Regions from separate parts of the Ovis aries genome. Here region 1 is linked to region 2. The links are chromatin contacts, called in public Hi-C maps. All regions are on one chromosome and are shown on one strand. Each heading gives the region's core, a stretch centred on a gene start, on an enhancer-like site or on the middle of the called end of the contact. The rest is flanking DNA. Distances are from core to core; before and after follow the strand shown.

Region 1 (7,029 bases), core at 750-3,249, 59 kb before region 2:
GCTGTCGTGGGTGAGAGAAACCAGCCAGATAGTCAAGGCTGACCAACAGATGGAAGTTGTGGTTCAGAAACTGCAGGAAGCAAGGGAGTTTCTTAAAAGGGGATTTCTCTCTCTCCTTGTTCCCTATACTCAGGAAACCTTGAGAGTTCCCTAAAGGGAAATGCTGACCAGGATGGGAACTGGCAAGTCTTCTGACCAGGGGAAAAAAAACCAAAGCTGTATCTCTGGCGATACACGAACCCAATGACTTCTGAACAGAGTCCAAATGCCCAGCTTTCTTTCATGGTTGTGTGTATGCACTACTTAAGTAGCTTCAGGATGAGCTTTGGTGGGGAAAGGGGAAGAAGCTGTAGTATGCTTTTCAAAGCAGTGTCTCTCTCAGTCCGAACAGGCAATTAGGACTCACCAGCAGGAAAGTCGTTGGGAGCAAACAGGAACCACCCGGGGAAAGCCCTGCCGGATTACTGAACAATAGCAACTCCATTTAAGGCGAGGGCACTGGGAAGACAGGAAGTAACATGCTGTGCTGACGCCAGCTCCGAGTGCAGTCTATTTGGGAGGCCACTGCTCTCCACCTGACCTGCCTCAGCCAATCTCAGGTCATCCACCTGATGGATGAAGGTGGCGGGCTATGTGGACACCTAGGGAAAAGCCCAGGGGAGCAGGAAGTTGTGCGTCTGTTAAGCCTAGTGGTTCTCTTCCCTGTGCTGAGTCATCCTTCGGTGGGGGTACCAGGGGACCACACCTGTCTGAACTTCTGAGGCATATGGAAAACCCCAGCAGCCAGGATTCTTGAGAGGTTTTACCTTGGGTAATCCCTCTCACCAAGACCTTTTCCCCTTTGGCCTTTCCAACGGCAACATTTTTAGATCCCCTTCTTTCTCCTCAAGGGGTAATCCGTACAGAGCAAGGGGGTCCCCAGGCTCACTAATTCAGTATGGCTGCATAATCCACACAAAGCTTTTCTGTGAAAATAGAGCCCTAAATATATTGCGAATTTAACAATAATAATAGCTAATAATGCATGCTCACTTAGGTACTATATTGATTTTCATAACAGCAGGAAGTACTGTTGCTATCCACATTGACAGATGAGAAAATGTGGGCTTAGACAAGTAATATGCTCATGGTCCCGAAGTCTCTTATTATATGACAACATTTAGGACAAAGAAAGGAAACCACTTTATCTTCCACAATCTGTTTTCATGGAGTCAGAGAACATAAAATCTGGAAAAGACTTTGGAGATATCTGGGAGCAACCCAGGTATCTAAACCCCAAGAGGGTTTAGAGTGTACTTGCCCAAGTCCCACATTAAAAAATCACACAAGAGCCCCCAGTCCCCAGGTTTTTACATCTCCTTATAACACAACCTCCTCCTCCCCTCCCAAAAGAAAACATGTTTTGACTTTTCTTTAATCATTCCCTTCTCAATTCTCCATACACATTATTCCCACTTTCTTCTGTTACCATTTTTACTGAAATAACAGAAAGAGGGAAAACAAAGGAAGCGGGGAGGAGGGGGTAGGAGAGGAGGAGAGAGGAGAGTGAGAGGAGGAGGGAGGAAGAGAGAACCATCCATCAACGCATGAGAAGCTGGATAACTCAATTTGCTAGAGCCCTAGGTTGGGCTTCAAAATGTCTGAAAGCAAGCCAAATCCCTAGCGTGACACTGGGTCAGTCTCGCGTACTGGCTGGGGGCTTCAATTTCCCCATCTGTGAAACCATTAATTCGCCAGCCACCAGGCCACTCAAAAGCCTCAGTGCCCTCACCGAAGACCACCCGGAGCCCTCTCGAGCGCCACCGTCGTGCCAACAACAAACATGGCGACTGAGCGTGACGTCCACTTCTACCGCCTCCGCCCCCACGCCCACCCTCACGCCCGGGGGGTGGCGACTCTCAATGACGGCGGCGGGCGGGGCGCATGCGCGGCGGCGGGGCCCGGCCCGCGGCGGCGGCGGCGGCGGCGGCGGCGGCGGTGAAGGGGCTATCTGCCCTCAGTTGCCCAGTTGCGGCGGCCGCGGCGGGATGGTGTAGCTGGCCTTCTGGCCAGGCGGCGGGGCGCGGGCCGGGCCGAGGCGGCCGAAACGGCCGACGCCGCCTGACGGGCTCGGGTGCAGCGGCAGCACGCTGAGGGGGCGTCGCCGCCGCCGGCCCCCGGCGCCGCCGCGGGAGGCCGCGCCCGCCATGGCGGCCCGGGCCGTGCTGGACGAGTTCACGGCGCCGGCCGAGAAGGCGGCGCTGCTGGAGAGGAGCCGCGGCCGCATCGAGGGCCTGTTCGGCGTGAGCCTGGCCGTGCTCGGCGCGCTCGGAGCTGAGGAACCGCTGCCCGCGCGCATCTGGCTGCAGCTCCGCGGGGCGCAGGAGGCGGTGCACAGCGCCAAGGTGAGTCCGGCCGCCGCCCCCCGCGAGATGGCCTTCCCCGGCCCGGCCCCCTGCCGCGCGCGCGGCCTTGGGTTAATCGGGGGTCCCTGGGCGGCCCACCCCCTTCTTCCCCGCGCCACCGCAGCCAGGCGCGGTGCTGAGAGCGCCGTTCCGAGCCTCGGCGCTCGAACCATGTGACCTTGGCTAGCGGTTTCATCTCTGGCGCCTCAGTTTCCCCGTGTGTAAAGTGGCGTTGACGAAGGCACCTGACTCGGAGGGCTGCGGCGAGGCTTCGCCTAGGTGATGTGCTGAGGCTGGCCTGGAGTGAAGGCGTCGAGAGTGTTGCTTGTTGTTCAGGCTGGTGCGTAGGGCCTTGCTGGCTGGGCGCGCGACCTCCGGCCCACCACCTCAGCCACTCTTCTCTTCCCAGGCCTCCGCTACAGGGATTCTGGCCCTTCGGGGGATGTCAGTCCCTCTGAGAATCTGACAAAACCATCGTAGTAGTGTAGTACTCAGAGAACATCAACAAGAGAAGGGAATGTTTAATAGTGGTGCTAAAAATAGCATGATTCCTCGTATTGGTTTTGTGTGCCGCTAACATTTATCGAATGGTTATAGCACATCAGACGTTATGTGCAATACTTCAGAAGGATTATCAGTTGCAGCCCTTAAAAAAAAAAAAAATCCAGTGAGGTAGATTTTATTATCTTCCTGTCTGTAACAGCTGGGGAAACTGAAACTTTCGGAGAGGTGACTCACCTTCTCTCTAGATCAGCATTTCAGACTTACACCTACTTCAGACATCTACTCCCTTCCCTCCGCAAGCCAAAATACTGCAAGAGTACATCCTCCCCTCACCCTCACCCCACCCCCACCAGCCAAGTTTCTCCAGCTTTTCCCATCAAGTAAGTGGGAGAGTCACAACTCAGACAGAGGCAGTTTGTTTCCAGAGACCTTGTTCTTGATACCATCTTCGAAATGATGAGCACTGAGGGTGGGGGGATCCTTTGTTCGTGTTCTCCTTCAGAAATTTCACAATGCCCTTGAAGAATCTGATTAGCTGTAACTCTTGACTTTTCTTAGCTTAAAGAAAAAAAAAAAAAACTGGTTGCTTGCTTTTAATGTGTTTAGAAAAGATAGGACATTTAACTGTATGATTCTTGTCCAAGCTTAAAGCAGTGCAGATGTTGAATCAAGTTTACTTTGCTGTTCTTGATTTTTTTTTTTTAATTACCTTCCTGATTTCAGACAGCTGGTCTTAACTTCTTCCCAGTCTTCCTGGTTTTCTCCTCCAGCTACTCAGTTTTCTTCCCACTCAGCAGGGCTGAAAAGTTTGACATGACTAAGTCCTATATTGGCTTCTGAAGTCTCTTCCATGCACTCATTCCGTTCTTTTCCATTACTTTTGCAGCAATTAAGACCTTCTTTCTTGGTATGTGCCCTTTCTATTTCATTGCCTTCCGTCTCTCCCCACTACAACTTGCATGAGACTAATCCTCCCACAAGAAGTCTCCTATTGCCCAGCTCATTTCACTCTAAACTTTTCTGATTTACAAAACACTTATTAATCCAAGCCTACTTTATTTTTGCAGTTTTCTGCCTTAGCATCTCTCAGCTTAAAACTCAGCTGTAGTTTGACTGCTACACTGCTTTTATTGTGTACTCTGCCTGCTCCAAGTTCAGCTTCACTCATGGCTCACTGCAAAGCGTGGAAAGTGCTGCTTTTGCTCTGCAGAAAAACCCTGCCAGACCCTCCCAGCTCCAGTCCTCTTGCCTGTCCCTGCTGTGCAACTCAGCATAAGCTAATTGGAAAAGGTGTGTCTTACCTTATCTTGGTAGTATGTGTCACCTGCCCGTTTATCTTTGTTATATGTGTTGTGCATAGTCCAGCCTTCCTACTTGTAAGAAATCTGTTTTTTTCCCCCATTGAGAGTTACTGGTAAGAGTTCAATGCTATCGTCAAAGGCTTTGTTCTCGTTAATTCATTTTGGAGTTTGCTTTACCTTCTTTTGAGAAGAGAAAATTTGATTTTTAAAAAATTTACTTGATTTCTAAAAACTAAGAACAGAGGGACTTCCCTGGTGTTTCAGTGGTTAGCACTCCGTGTGTCCACTGCAGGCAGGGGGCATGGGTTCATTCCTTGCCAGGGAGCTAAGATCCTGTATGTTAGGCAGTGCAGCCAAAAAATATTCAAGAATAGGAGAACAAACTTCAACATCTACAATATTTTAAGTTAAGCTGTGGAAGAAAAGATTTAGGGGAAGGAAGTTTCAGGGGAAGGACTTTTTGAAGCTTTTTTAGCTTAGTTGTGGCTGACTCTGTGCAACCGTATGGACTGTAGTCCGCCAGGCTCCTCTGTCCATGGGATTCTCCAGGCAAGAATACTGGAGTGGGTTGCCATTTCCTTCTCCAGGGGCTTTTCCCGACGCAGGGATTAGAACCCATGTCTCCTGCATCTCCTTGCATTTGCAGGCGGATTTTTTTTTTTCACCACTGAGCCACCAGGGAAGTAGAGTCTCTGATTAATTGCAACTTTCTGGGTCTCATCAGATGGTTCCTGTTGTTTTCCTGCTTTAAAAATGTTAATTCACTACTCTTCAGCAAATGCTCAGGTAGAGGAGAATGTGGAGGTGTAGTTAGGGCTCCATGGAGAGGTGAGGTGTGGCCTCTGATAGAAAGTGATAATGTTCTGGGAAGGTGTTTTTTTTTTTTTTTTTAATAAAGGCACATGCTCTAGGAGTGACCACTTTTGTCAAAGGGGAATTTGTTGGAGGAAGTTAACACTTGGGCTGGTCTTTGAAGAACCAGGACATTCCCAGGTAGAAATGGTTGCATGCAAGGACCTAGAAGCCAGAAAAACATGGAGTGTTTGGGTAGGAAGTGTCAAGGTGCCCTGTGAGAGGTGAAGCCTCCAGGGACCCAAATGCAGGCCAGTTGGGCCTTATCAGTAGGGAGTCAGTGAGGATTTAGGGAAAGGATTTGCTTGAAATTCTGTATTTGAAGACTCAGACAGTAAAGCCTCTGTTTACAACGCGGGAGACCCGGGTTCGAGCCCTGGGTTGGGAAGATCCCCTGGAGAAGGAAATGGCAATCCACTCCAGTACTGTTCCCTAGAAAATCCCATGGACAGAGGAACCTGGCAGGCTGCAGTCTGTGGGGTCCCAAAGAGTTGGAAAGGACTGAGTGACTTCAGTTCACAAGACTCAACTGTAGAGGGAACATTGTTCCAATTTAGAACTAGACATGAATAAGGTGAGGTTTTCACTAGGACTGGCAACTAAGTGTATGTAGGGACTGAGGGAGAGCCAGTGCAGAAAGGATGGTTGGTGGATACATTGTTTGACCTGTAGGTTGGTGGGATCAGCTTTCCCATACTTAAAAAACTTCTGTGCCAAGGAGTATGTTAGGTTGCCTCTTGACCTCAAGGAACCCACAGCTTAATATGAGAGACAAAGTTGGAAACATTATTAAAGAGTTGATGTGCAATGTGTTACATTAATAGGGGAAAGGAAGGGTTGCTCTGCCCAAGGGGGTGTAAGGCCATCAGATTTACATTTCTAAGCATTGCCTGCATCCTCAGTGTTTATACCGCTTGTCTTATGCTGCTGTAGTACTACTTGCTGGTTAGTGATGATATAATTACAGAAATTGGGGATAAGTGTTTGCAACTTTTATAGCAATGTGACATTACTACAGGGGCTAGAGAAGCAGTGTCTGAAAGTGAGAGGGAAACCAGAAGGGGCATTGTGCATAAAGGACCAGTGGGTGGGGACTGAAGTCCAAGGTGGCAGACATCATGGAAACAAAGGAGACTGACTTTCAGAGAGGAAGTGGAGGCACTGATATGAGCTGCCCAATTTACAAAGAAATCAAAGATGCAAAGCAAGGGTGGGATCTTTGGAGTCTGGCATTGGTGGGGAGAGATGAGGCTGAAGAGATCTCAGCTCCCGAGAGTGCAGAGGGTTAGATCCTTACTTTAGATCAAAGAGCCCCTGGGACCAGGTGAGGAGACTGCATGGGGAAGTGGCTGGTTGGTAGGAAGGAGCTGGTGACCAGGGTGCTCCTGCACAGTGTGGGTGTCTGATCTTCTCACCCAAAGGAACCCAGACATCTTCATTTCATAATGGGAAGTCTGTTTTAAGAGACAACTAATTTATGTGTTGAAAACCATGCATGCTGTGAATTACAGCTCAATAAAAGTTCTACACCACTATATTTTTCAAGTACATATTCTGAAAAATAAAAATCAATCACGGATACTAAACAGAACATGTCAGTGGACCAGGTTCAGCTTTTGGATTACATTTTTAGGACCTCTGCTTTAGATAGTAGGAGACAAGATGAATAAAGATACACTTTTTTTTTTTTTTTTCCATTTGGGAAAGAGGGCATTTGAAGGCCTAGACTTCACTTTCACTTTTCATTTTCATGCAGTGGAGAAGGAAATGGCAACCCACTCCAGTGTTCTTGCCTGGAGAATCCCAGGGACGGGGGAGCCTGGTGTGCTGCCGTCTGTAGGGTCGCACAGAGTCGGACACGACTGAAGCGACTTAGCAGCAGCAGCAGCAGTAGTGTCTTAGTAAAATAGGATGCCAGTTTACACCCCAAGAGGGAGGCTAAGAACTTGAAGACAGTGCAGTAAGTCAGCATAGATGCAGTGGAACTG
Region 2 (6,065 bases), core at 1,063-3,562:
GCGGCATCTAGCAGCCAGCAAGGCCTCCAAGTATCAGATTCTCGGCAGTTGCTCCCTGGAACCCACTACTCTCCATTTTTCCTTCTTGTCAAGTCTCTACCACCACCAGGTCCAGGAATGGGCACCTGCCCCCAGCTGAGCCAAGCAGTGTGCTCTGACCTGCTGCCCACAAGGTGGCCCATCTAGGCCAAAGTATGCTTTGTGATTGCCCCCTCTGGTAGTGGGAGCTAAGACGTGTCATGCGCAGATCTCATGGAGGCCGTTTTCTGCCCTGGGTGGGAGGCGGGGTGGAGAGAAGCAGAAGCGTGACAGTGTGATTCCTGTTGTCATGGAAACCTGATGGCACTCAGATTCTTCCCCAGATGCCTGTTACCCTGACACGCTTCACTTTTCCTTTATGTTGGGTTTACATCCCTTGAAATCAAAGACTCTTTAAGTGAAATACATATTGCTGTCCATACACGTGGCAGATTAAATAAGGGAGGCTCATCACATCTTTAGGGAGATCCCAAAGACCAGCGCTCCCCAGGTGGCTCGGTGGTAAAGAATCTGCTTACCAAGCAAGAGACCCGGGTTTAATCTTGTGTTGGGAAGATCCCCTGGAGGAGGAAATGGCCACCTACTCCAATATTCTTGCCTGGAAAATTCCGTGGACATAGGAACCTGGTGGGCAACCGTCCATGGGGGTCACAAAGAGACACAGCTGAGCGACTGACAACACACACAGCAAGACCATGTGTCAGTGCTGCAGGAGAGCCCCCCAGTCAGCTCTCACGGAGCCTCAGGAGACTCCACCCCAAGACCATGCGTCAGAGCTGCAGGAGAGCCCCCCAGTCAGCTCTCAAGGAGCCTCAGGAGACTCCACCCCAAGACCATGCGTCAGAGCTGCAGGAGAGCCCCCTAGTCAGCTCTCAAGGAGCCTCAGGAGACTCCACCCCAAGACCATGCGTCAGAGCTGCAGGAGAGCCCCCTAGTCAGCTCTCAAGGAGCCTCACCCTCACACAGGCTGGTTCCTCCTGGCATCTTCATCCTCTTGCGGTTGTGTCTCACAGACACCTTCATGTGGATTTTCTTGCTCTGTCCCTTAGCTGGACAGAGGCCAGGCCGGCTGCTTGGGAGTTAGACTTTCCACGTTCTGCCATGTCACTGGTTAGACAGCCGTGATGGGGCCAGCCCTCCTCGTCTGGGGCTGCCACGAGGAAGAAACGGGCCTAGAGCAGCGCCTGGCAGAACCCCCTCAGTGATGGTCATGACCGGCTCTGCCCTGCAGCCCAGCGGACACTTAACAAGACTGTTCACACCCTGTAGGCCATCTCAGAGGCGGAGACCTTGTCTTCCGGATGCTGAATGTTCTCTGTTCCTGCCAACTCATCCTGAGTGTGGTCTAGACCCTCCTCAGGGCCGCAGCGGTCCTGCTGTCTGCTGGGCAGGACGTCAGTCCTCTGACAGGGTCAGTGCCCTTGAGTGCCTGGCGGGCTCATGGCAGGGCGGGACCCAGGGGGGATGCTGGCAAAGCCACTGCTTGGCCACAGAGTGAGGGAGCGCTGATCCCCTGGCTGACACAGCCCTCCAGGCTGCGTCTTGACTCACCCACCCCTCCCACCGCTCCCTCGTGTGTGTGTGTGTGCGTGCGTGCGTGCGTGCGTGTGTGTGTGTGTGTCCAGGATGCAGGACTTGAATTCCTACAGGCCATTTCACCTCCCCACTCCGCCAAGGTGACTTGGCAGCCGGAATGGCACCCGAGATGGACTGCCTCCCTCCATCCAGTGACCAGAATGGAGGGCTTGTGACCTGGGTCAAGGTGGTCAGCCCGCTGGCCAGAGGGAGGCTATGGAAGGAAGCTGCCTCCCCTGTTCCTGAGGAGTGGGGCCCACGTCCAGCCTGGTTCCTGTGGGAGGTGCTGGGAGCACATTGTTGTTCCTTGTGTGTTTGTTTTAACTTGACCAGCACTGTAGAAGCGCCGTCCGGAGTACACTTCTGTGTGCGTCATGCCCTCCTTTCTGCTCCTTTACGGGGACACAGAGCAGTCAAACGGCCTTTGATGGCTTTTGAAACTGAAAGCAGCCTTTTTGCAGCTCGGGTTCCAGTCTCCTGTCATATGTGGTTCCAGGGCTGGTGACAGCCATCAGGGAAACGGAGCCTGGGCAGGCAGGGGTTTGCCCAGAAACTGGTCATCAGCGCCCAGAGTAAGCCCTGGAGCTGCAGCGCCTGCGCCTCGAGGCTTCTGGAATCAACCCCCTGTCACCTCCTCCCATAAGACTCCGCGCCGCAGACGGTGGCCTTTGGGGCTTTCCTTCCCACTCCCTCCACAGGTCCCCAGGGAGCCCAACTTGGCCTCACAGCCTGAAACCCAGTCTGGGGTCAAGCCTGGGCAGGCCCTGTCCTCTCCCCTCGCGGCTCTCAGAGAGAGGAGGAGGGGGCCTCCCCCGAAAAGAATGCGCTTGTCTGCCCGCCTGTCTGGCTCTGAGATCAGTCTAGGGTTTCAGCCACCAAAAAAGGCCGCAGGAAGGAGAGGGCCTCCTGCAGCTGGCCGGGAGAAGCTGTGGACACTGGCTCACAACCTCCCAGACCGAGGGTCCCTCGACAGCGACAGTAGGTCCCACCCCCGTCTTGCAGCCCCTTCCCACTGAGGTGTCAGGGCCCTGGCGCTTACTCCCACTTTAAAGCTAAGGAACTTGAGGCCCAGTGGTAAGTGGTGGGGGGAGGGCTGGAGGCCCAGCACCAAATCCTCTGTGCTCTACTTGCCAGCCCCTCTACCCAGTCCCCCAGCTGTCCTGAGCAGCCGCTGCATGCCTTGGACGGTGCTGGGGGAGGCGAGAAGGCCAGAAGGGCCCTTTCCAAAGCGCCCCATGCTCCCCGAGCCCTAGCAGTGAAGGTGTGTGGGCCCTGCTCTGGCCCTTCTTGCTGTGTAATCAGAGGAAGTTACCCTCTCAGATGAGGCCAGTCCCCTCATCTCTGAATGAAAGTGAGGGCGCCACCCTCACAATGGGTGGTTTTCAATCCTGATGTGCGTCAGAGCCACCTGGAGGAAGGGCTGTAAATGCACTGGCGTCCAGGCCTCACCCCGGACTGGGGAGATCAGTGAACGGAAGCCCAGGGATCCCAGCGAGCCCCCGGCTGAGAACCAACGTCCGGTGAAGAGTTGGTCCCACTGGGATGAAATCCCAAGACAAGGCCCTGGCCCCTGACAGTCCTTCCCACATGCGGCTCCAGTAAGGGCTTGTCCTCAGTGTCTCATCCAACTTCCGGTATTTTACAAATCCTTGGCCCCACAGAGGCAAGACTCAGAGCAGGAGGAGAGCAGAGGGAGCAGGGGCATGGGGCCCTCTCTCCTGTGACCAGTGGCTGCAGCTGGCTTGGCCATTTCTCCCACCACCAGCCCAGCTGTGTGTCCTCGATTCCCGGCTCTACTTACACCTAGGGACGGTTTTGAACAAAGACAGAGTGGAGCTCCTGGTGACCTCCTGGGACATCGGCCTCTTTTCTACCAAGCAAGGGCCTTCCTGCCAGCCATTACCCACCCTGCAGACCCCTGTCACTGCTCCACACGTGCTGGCAGGGCCTGGGAGCCCAGCGAGGTCAGTGCGTGCCTTGAAGACCGGAGGAGTCTGCCGCATGAAGACCTCCTAGTTCAACAGGCAGAGGCCGGCGGGCTTGGGCTCCAGCACCCCCCAGCCGCTAGGTGAGGCAAGCCCTTGTCCAGATCTCACGTGCTGCCCCGCTGGGAGAGGCGGTGTCTTCCTTCAGAGTGTTTCTAGTCGTCTGACACTTCCAGCTTCCTTGGCCCAGGGCCTGAACATGAGCACTGAGCATCAGCCTGAGCATCACCAGCAGATGGATGTTGTGCTGTGTGGGGACAGTGGAAGGTGACCGGCTGATGGTACAAGCCAGCTGGTGGGAAGAGGCCCTCATCTGCCACAGTGCAGGTGGCATCAGAGGGCTTCCTGCCTCAGAAGTCTCAGCATCCAGCTCGAAGCCATCTGCTGCTGCCACCTGAGAATTACTGTCAGAATTACTGTCCCGGCTTCACCCACCTTTGGGGCCTCCATATCCGCCATCACTGTCAAGGTGACTCCCAGGAAAGTCTGAGGCCAGGGGTTGAGAGCCCTCCCAACAGGAAGTGACTTGACGACATGAACCTCGACCCTCTCCCTTCCCCACGGCCCCATCCAGACTGAACCTAGACCCCATTCGTCTGGTCTTTCAAGGTGTCCTTCACAGTCCCACCCACAGCTATTCACCATCTTCCTGCTTGGGTGGGTCTCTACAGCTGCCCAGTGGGGCAGGCAAGAATGATTCCCCTATCCTACAGATGTGAAAACGGAGGCAGGGCTGTTCTGAGACGAGACCTAAAGGGCCAAGACTTGAACCCTGAGTAACTGTCCAGTGAATGACTCCAGAAGCCACAGTGAGGTGTCCATACATCCACTCACTGATGTCAGTCTCTAGTCCCTTCTGAGTACTTTTCTGCTGGGAGGGGCAATGATAGGAGGAGACCAGAGACAGGTGTGAGTGTGGTGGATGGGGGTCAGCCTGGTGGAGGGGGTGGGCCTGTGGATGGAGAGCACTCAGGGCAGAGGATCAGCAGCTGGAGAGGAAGGCCATAGGGGAGGCTGGAGACGTCAGGGAAGAGGGCTGGGTTCATCCTAAGGGATGTGTTCTGCCTTCTTCTTTCTCTGAATTGGGGGCCAGCTGGGGTACATGGTCCTCTCTTTAGAAAAAACTTTCCCAAGCCTGTTCCTGCACCTTGTAGACAGCCCTTGCTCCAGCCCTTCCTGGCTCTTGGAACAGAAAGTTGGCCTAAGTTTCTGGCTAACCCAGCTCTGTTCCTGCGGTGGGTAGAGGAGGTGACGGGATGGGCTCCACCCAAGGAATCCCCGCTGGGCTCCCAGGAGACACCCTGGGAGCCCCACCTGTTAGCAGGATGTGGTGGCCTTTCACCAGATGGTCACACTTAGATCTTCCCCCAAGACGGCTGGGCAGCAACACCTCGGGCCCTCCATTTGTCGCTTCCCTGAAGAGCTGGGATCAAGGTGTGTTCTGTCCAGTCACCTGTGACCACAGAGTTGCAAGGCCTTCCCTGGTATAGGAAAGGCGCTTTGGCTCCTCTCTGGGAAAAGGGCAAGTTGGCTTTTCTAGGAGCGAAGATTCGTTCCTAATCACAGCAGTGTATAACCTCCCTAACTCCTGCGTGCCTCAGCTTTGGTCATCTCCATTTCACAAGGTAATGCCTGTTGTCTGCCTCATATTACTCAAACAGACTTAATTCCTGTGTCCTTTTTTTTAAACTTCTTTGTTTTAGCCAAATTCATTTGTTTATTAAGTTATTGGGTTTTTATTATGTGCCAAGCAGCATATTTTGCTAAATTCAGTATAATTCATGAGAGAAAATGCTCAAGAAAGAGATCACTCTAATTCATAAAGCAGTTTCATTGCAAAATTTGCAAACCAAGTGATTTCGGATAAGCTTTTGTTAATAAAATATTTGAAATCTGATCTTTTTTCATGTTGAAACTTTATTATTTCTTTTAAATGAAGCTAACATTTATTGATTTAACTCAGGCCTTGTTTTTTTTTTCTTTTTTCTTTTTTTAACTGTTTGAAGTGTGGTTGACATATAGATAAGCACACAAGTCATAAACAGGCAGTTCTCTGAGTGTTTCCAAACCCATCATACCATACCACCAGCATCCAGACAGAAAACAGAACACGTGAGCTTCCAGGAGCCCCCAGTGCCCTCCCCACCTCACCAAGGTAACCACGACCTTGACTTCCAATGGGCTTTAAGAAGGCATCACCCTCTTCCTTCTGTACAGGATGGACCAGGACCCTTAAGAAGAAGGTGAGAGAAAGAGCAGAAAGGCGGCTTCCAGGATTCCTGTGCACTCTCGTGCCCTGGAGCTGGTTGGGGCCCCATGAACTCTGGGACTTTTCCAGCCAGCTGTGCCCAGGAGTAACCAGGAGTCCCCTCTGGCAAGTGAATCTACAGAAAAACCCTTGTCCGTTGCTTCCCAAGAAAAAGAGCACTTTTTTCTTGTTTTTAACAATTGTATGAGGTCTTCAGA

The links. A called contact is a pair of places that touch in the nucleus more often than the background predicts.
Region 1: a contact with region 2 is called in a Hi-C map of muscle, with 4 times the contacts expected there. The contact joins the promoter of N4BP1 here to the enhancer-like site in region 2. A contact is called at or near these places in 7 of 16 Hi-C or Micro-C datasets (blood, hypothalamus, muscle and 3 more).

Annotation. Positions count from the first base shown.
Region 1 is chr14:16,563,465-16,570,493 of ARS-UI_Ramb_v3.0, reverse strand. N4BP1 (NEDD4 binding protein 1) reads left to right here and starts at 1,999. Exons shown (of 6, transcript XM_042231581.1): 1 at 1,999-2,384. The coding sequence starts at 2,187.
Region 2 is chr14:16,505,383-16,511,447 of ARS-UI_Ramb_v3.0, reverse strand. It overlaps LOC132657736 (a long non-coding RNA gene), which reads right to left. Exons shown (of 3, transcript XR_009596288.1): 3 at 5,545-5,830. Among named protein-coding and RNA genes, the nearest start is that of TRNAW-CCA, 13 kb to the left of the region's middle. Within about 2 kb of position 2,312, at least 12 of the 54 cell types and tissues checked have an H3K27ac peak or open chromatin away from gene starts, as enhancers often do. A contact at or near this core is called in muscle, where this site is marked.